2 separate regions of the Gossypium arboreum genome follow, and region 2 is linked to region 1. The links are chromatin contacts, called in public Hi-C maps. All regions are on one chromosome and are shown on one strand. Each heading gives the region's core, a stretch centred on a gene start, on an enhancer-like site or on the middle of the called end of the contact. The rest is flanking DNA. Distances are from core to core; before and after follow the strand shown. Region 1 holds the start of LOC108468093. Region 2 holds the start of LOC108466697 (probable beta-D-xylosidase 7).

Region 1 (3,023 bases), core at 154-2,653:
AACAGCAACAGGTTGGAGTTGACGACGAACCCGATTCGCAACCACAGCTTTTTCCTTTATCTCAATTGGTCGAATCTTGCCATTGGAAAAGAGCTCATCAGCTGAAGGGAGTTCTTGAACGAAACTATTATTGACAAAACAGAAATCGAAATCCGATGTTGGATTTAAGAGTGATGTGTCTAATCTCTGATGATGACATTCTTCAATGGAATCTACCCCATCTTCTTGGTCGAGATCGTCAGAAAACGAGATTCTTGGGCTTGAAATCTCTGCCAAAACTTCAATTGCCATAGTTTAAAACCATGTTTCAATCTATATGTAACAATGGCGAATGGGAGAGAGTAGAAAAGAAGTGTACAAAGTTGTGGAATTCAAGCACCGAAAGGATAGAAAAGGATCTCTTTTTTGGGTTTCCAATGAAACTTTTACTTTAGGCATGTAACCTCTAAGAATTGATAGATAGCTTCACCTTATAATTGTTTGGATTTCACTGTCTTTAACTTCTACTTTATTAATAATTTAAGATGAAGAACTTGGTCCACTGTGTATCAAAACCTTCAAATCTCAATTAATCATCTACTTTTATTAATTGGATCTGATCTAATTGTATTATATAATTAAGATAATATCCATTTTAGTCATTTGGAACTTGTTTTTATAATTTTATAATTATTTCCTTATGTGCCCACATATACACAATAATGTCCCTTGCATTTCAATAATTTGAAATAAATAAATATCTATATATATATATATATATATATTTGTTTTAAACTCCATATTTCAAGTATTTTTACATAGATTTAAGTATTTTTGGGTTGAGGTGTATTCAGTAGAAAGTTTCTTGACTTTTACAATGCACTTTGAATTGTCTTATTTTGAATTATTATACTCAAGTTATGACCATTTTAATAAAAATTAAGGGAAGTAGAAAATTCCTAATAAGCTTTTAATTATAATAGATTCAATTTTAAGGCATAAATTTTGATTATGTATAAGCCCAATAATATATTTATTAAATTTTATATTTTAGACATTTATTTATTTCAAATTAATTGGTATTTTAGATTAATTCAGCTGGTTGGAGATGTAAAGAAAAGTGATTATGCGGTTGAATATGATAGATGTTAAAGAGTCGAGTAATTAAGTATTCTTACCATGTTTGCAATTCATGATGGTGTTGGAGTTTTGTTGCACAAGGTCGGGAAAGGTTGTTTGTTCAATCTTGGTGAGCTTTTGGGACATGCAATGTTAGAAGAGAAAGGAACCTGTTTGATGAAACAAAAAGAGATGACCACTCCAGCAGGTGAATTGGAAGAAGAATGATTGTTTAGGTATTAAATGCAAAAATAAATATAATTAAATCATGATTTAATACTTTTCAACATATGGCTAACTTTCATACATCATTTCATATTAGAATCATAGCATGAACGTGGCCATAAAACAAAAAGGCTTAGTAAAGGGTTGATGATAGCAGTTGTAGGCAAAGAGACATCCCAGCCTTTGTTGTGACCCAAAGCTATTGGGCATAAATTAAATAACCCAACATCCTGAAGCTGAATTTGTGCCCCAAACCCTAATAAACCAGGTTTTAAAACTGTAGGTCGTGCTATCGAAAGAACCCAGGTTTAGATTTATCAGCAACAAAGCATCAGTGTCAAAGAAAGGCAGGTTACCGTTACAAGACAAAAGCTGGTGTGGTGTTACAGGCAAGTTTCTCATTCCTCCGACATGTATGAATATTTGTAATTTCAGTTTGTTATGCTAGAAGAAAGCCCGAATCTAAACCAGTAAACCCTCCACAAAACCCCACGAGAAGAAAAAAAAGGAAAAAACAATGGCACCGCCTATAATCAGATCTCTAATCGCATTCTCTCTGAATAAATCATGCCGTTCTCGTAAACCCATTTCTTGTTACTCCATCTCTTCTGTTTTCTTCTCATCTTCACCCACCCAGGAATCGAGAGCTTCCCTTCCTTTAGCGGATCACTTGGTTGAGAAACACAGCTTTTCCCCTGAACTTGCCGTCAAGACTGCATCTTCCCTAACCTATGTGAAGGATCCTCGTAAGTGTGATACTATAATTTCCTTCTTGAAAGAAAGCGGTTTCTCTAAATCCCATATTGAAGCAGTGGTCAAAAGAAAGCCTAACCTTCTATATTCTAGTCTTGAGAAAACCATTAAACCCAAGTTCAAGATTTTCCAGGATTTAGGATTTCCGACCCATGATGTTGCTGATATTGTAGCTGGTGATCCCTGGATTTTGACTAGAAGCGTGGATGATAGGATTGCACCTTCTATTTCCGATTTAAAGACTGTTTTAGGATCGAATGATGATGTTCTTAAGTTATTGAAAACTTCAGCTTGGTTTCTCAAATCTGATTTGCAAAAGACTATGATGCCTAATATAGAGTTCTTGAGAAATTGCGGGATTTGTTCGTCACAAATTGTTTCATATGTGTTCAGCTTTCCTAGATTTTTCTTGCTTAAACCTGAGAGCATTAAGCAGTTTGTTGAAAGGGCGGATGCCTTGGGGTTCGATAGGAAGTCAAATATGTTTCTTGCTGCTATTAGGATGTTAAGTTCAATGAGTGAAGAGAATTGGGAACTCAAATTGAATCTTTTTAGGAAATTGGGTTTCTCTGAAGATGATATCATGTCTACTTTTAGGAGGACACCACAGGTGTTTGCTGTATCTGAAAGGAAGATTAAGCAAGTCACTGACTTTTTGCTTAATAGAACGAATGTAGGTATTTCATTTATAATAAGCCACCCAATGGTGCTTATTTGCAGCCTTGAGCGTAGGCTGAAGCCTCGGTTACTGGTTATTGAGACTCTGGAAAGTAAGAATTTGCTAAGAAGGAAAGTTAGCATGACTACAATTTATAAGATGCCTGACAAGAAGTTCAGAGAGAAATACGTTGTTCCTTACTTAAAAGAGCTCGAGGAAGTATCCATGTCTATTGTGGGCACTTAATTGTTAATTTTTGTATAGTTGAGGGCACATATCAAATCTTTGA
Region 2 (3,023 bases), core at 381-2,880, 220 kb after region 1:
TGACATGCTTGTAACAGTGTTGTGTAGAAACAGTAGACATGCTTAACATGTATTCAATTCAACAGTAGCAGTAGACATGCTTAACATGTATTCAATATGATAAAAGTAGTAATAACAATGTCAATTTATCAGAATTACAGTAACATTAGACATGTAACATTCACATATCATGCATTACAACAGTAGCAATTCGGTCATTAAATTATAGAGTCTAGCATATTCATAATATCAAGGACTCAATTGAGTGAATAAAATTTCTAAAAATAATTCAAGGGTTATATAGGGACTAAACTGAACAATTCACAAAATTTTAAGTAAAACTGAACAATTATAAAATGTTAATATAAAATATATTTTTAAATTTATTATTATATTTTGAACAATGAAATAGACTTTTAGGTGGATAAGGCCCAAAGCTTAATTTGTTTTTGGAATTGGGTATTGACATGACTAGGTCCATAAACAAAACTATTTACAAGTAATATGTCAAAATAGTATACTCATATGATATTACATATGTAATAATATAATAACTTTTATATTTTAAAAATAACTAAATTTAATCAATATAATAATTTGACTGAAAATTTGATATCTAACAAATAAAAATAAGTAAATCAAAATACAAAAACTAAATCCTTAGATGGATAACGTTAGAAACATAACTTAGCTGAAACAAGCGCATGGTAGCAATGAACATACATGACTAGAGGTGAGTATTTGATCGAGTCGAGTTGGAACGAGTCAAAAAATTTCGAGTTAGTCAAGTTAACAAATTCTATTTTAGCATCTGAACTTAATTTGAATTTTTTTTAATCGAATCGAATCGAGTCAAAAAATCTCGAGTCGAGTTAACGAATCCTATTATTTGTACTTAATGTTGCATTTACATGAATCGATTATTTAACTAGTAGACGAAGTACAAGATTATTTAACTACATAAACAATATAATGAATTTGTCTTATAACTTAATAGATAAACATTTATCAAAACGATATAGTTTTACCTTTTAACTTAATGATTTTAATTTTTAACTTTTAAAAAAGTAAACATTTATCAAAACAATGTAGTTTTGTCTTTTCTTATTCAAATTTTCGGATAACTCAAATTGTGTAATTCATATTCGAGTTAAACAGAAAAACTTAAATTTTTATTCAAGTTGATTCAAATAACTTAATTAACTCAAATAACTCAAACTATTTAATTCAAAATTTAAATTTTTTATCGAATTTTTCAAATTAAATCAGATTTTACTCACCCCTATACATTATCTCTCTCAGCGATCAACCTTCTTTTGAGAGTATAGATTTATGCGATGAACATACATGACACTGCTTTCTTCCCACGTCAATTTGGGTCCTCCTGGAGAATTCAAGATTACTGTTAGTTGGGCTTATACAGTGAAATAATTGCTGAAATGAAAAGTACTTTGGCCCAATCTTCTGGGTAAAAGCTTCGGAAATTCATGACAAAAATTAAATATTTAATCATTTATATTGGTATAAGTTACAACCGTTACACTCGCACGTATCCCTCGGTGCTGACCCAACGGTGGAAAAAGGAAAAGAAAAACGTAGAAGAAAGCTAATCTTTACATATTACCCAAAATACCGACTTGGAAATGTTGAATGCAAGGGCAAGCATGTCTTTAACAATTATGATAAATGGATCAAACTGAAACAACTCACTTGTCGCTGCACTAGGAAATAGGAAGTTATTTTGAGCTTCAGCTTCACTACTGATCACCTCCACAATGAAGTTTGAACAACTGTGTTTGGTTTCCTTAACATTGTTCATCCATGTTGCTTCAACAACTACGCCCCCATTTTCATGTGATTCATCGGACCCAACAACAAAAAACTACCCATTTTGCCAAACTACACTCCCCTTTACTCAAAGGGCTAGGGACCTTGTTTCGATGTTGACCTTAGATGAGAAAATCTCTCAACTTGTTAACTCAGCTCCTGCAATTCCACGACTTGGTATCCCCGCCTACGAGTGGTGGTCGGAGGCACTGCATGGTGTTTCCAATGTCGGGCCTGGCATCAAGTTCGACGGTACTATCAAAGCCGCCACTAGCTTCCCTCAAGTCATTCTCGCTGCCGCTTCTTTTGATGCTTATCAATGTACCGCATTGGCCAAGTAACTCTCTCTCTATCTACTCTCCTTGTTTTATAGTTTAAACTTTGTTAATCTTCAAGACACTAATTAATACTTGTTAAAGAAGGCTATTGGAAGAGAAGCAAGGGCAATATATAATGCAGGAGAGGCAAAAGGGTTAACATTTTGGGCACCAAATATTAACATATTTAGGGACCCCAGATGGGGAAGAGGGCAGGAAACACCAGGGGAAGATCCACTTGTTGCAGGGAAATATGCAGCCTCGTACATAAGAGGGATACAGGGTGACACTTTTGAAGGAGGGAAACTTGGGCAGCATCTTCAAGCTTCAGCTTGTTGTAAGCATTTTACAGCTTATGATTTGGATAACTGGAAGGGAATGAACCGGTTTGTCTTTGATGCTCGGGTAAGTAACGTAAAATCCAACTTGGTTGAAGAAGAAACTGTTGAAGCAAGTTGTTTGTATTTGTGAAATGGTAGGTTACGGTGCAAGATTTAGCGGATACATACCAGCCACCGTTCGAGAAGTGCGTAAGGGAAGGAGGAGGGAGTTGCATGATGTGCGCATACAATAGAGTGAATGGAGTGCCAAGCTGTGCAGATCCCAACTTGTCAAAGACGGTGAGAGGAGAATGGGATTTCAAAGGGTAATATATTTTTGGTTTGAATGCTTTTATTTGGGAATTGTAGAATAATGGAAATGGTAAACAGGTATATAGCATCGGACTGTGATGCGGTGGCCATCATCTATGACGCACAAGGATACGCCAAATCACCCCAAGATGCTGTCGCTGATGTTCTAAGAGCTGGTATTATAATCTTCTTTATCCTATATACCATTGCACTCAAGACTCCACCCGCTATCATCCTATACGTTTTTTAAGGACTTTTTGTCTTCTTT

What was found. A called contact is a pair of places that touch in the nucleus more often than the background predicts.
Region 2: a Hi-C map of leaf shows a contact between it and region 1, with 6 times the contacts expected there. The contact joins the promoter of LOC108466697 here to the promoter of LOC108468093 in region 1. A contact is called at or near these places in 3 of 5 Hi-C or Micro-C datasets (all in leaf).

Annotation. Positions count from the first base shown.
Region 1 is chr2:107,612,877-107,615,899 of ASM2569848v2, forward strand. It overlaps LOC108468093, which reads left to right and starts at 1,404. Exons shown (of 1, transcript XM_017768954.2): 1 at 1,404-3,023. The coding sequence starts at 1,841. The coding sequence ends at 2,980. LOC108482619 reads right to left here and starts at 552. Exons shown (of 1, transcript XM_017785748.2): 1 at 1-552. The coding sequence starts at 291.
Region 2 is chr2:107,832,673-107,835,695 of ASM2569848v2, forward strand. It overlaps LOC108466697 (probable beta-D-xylosidase 7), which reads left to right and starts at 1,631. Exons shown (of 6, transcript XM_053025134.1): 1 at 1,631-2,127; 2 at 2,203-2,528; 3 at 2,603-2,769; 4 at 2,834-2,931. The coding sequence starts at 1,755. It overlaps LOC108462268, which reads right to left. Exons shown (of 5, transcript XM_053025135.1): 5 at 1,257-1,363. The coding sequence ends at 1,349.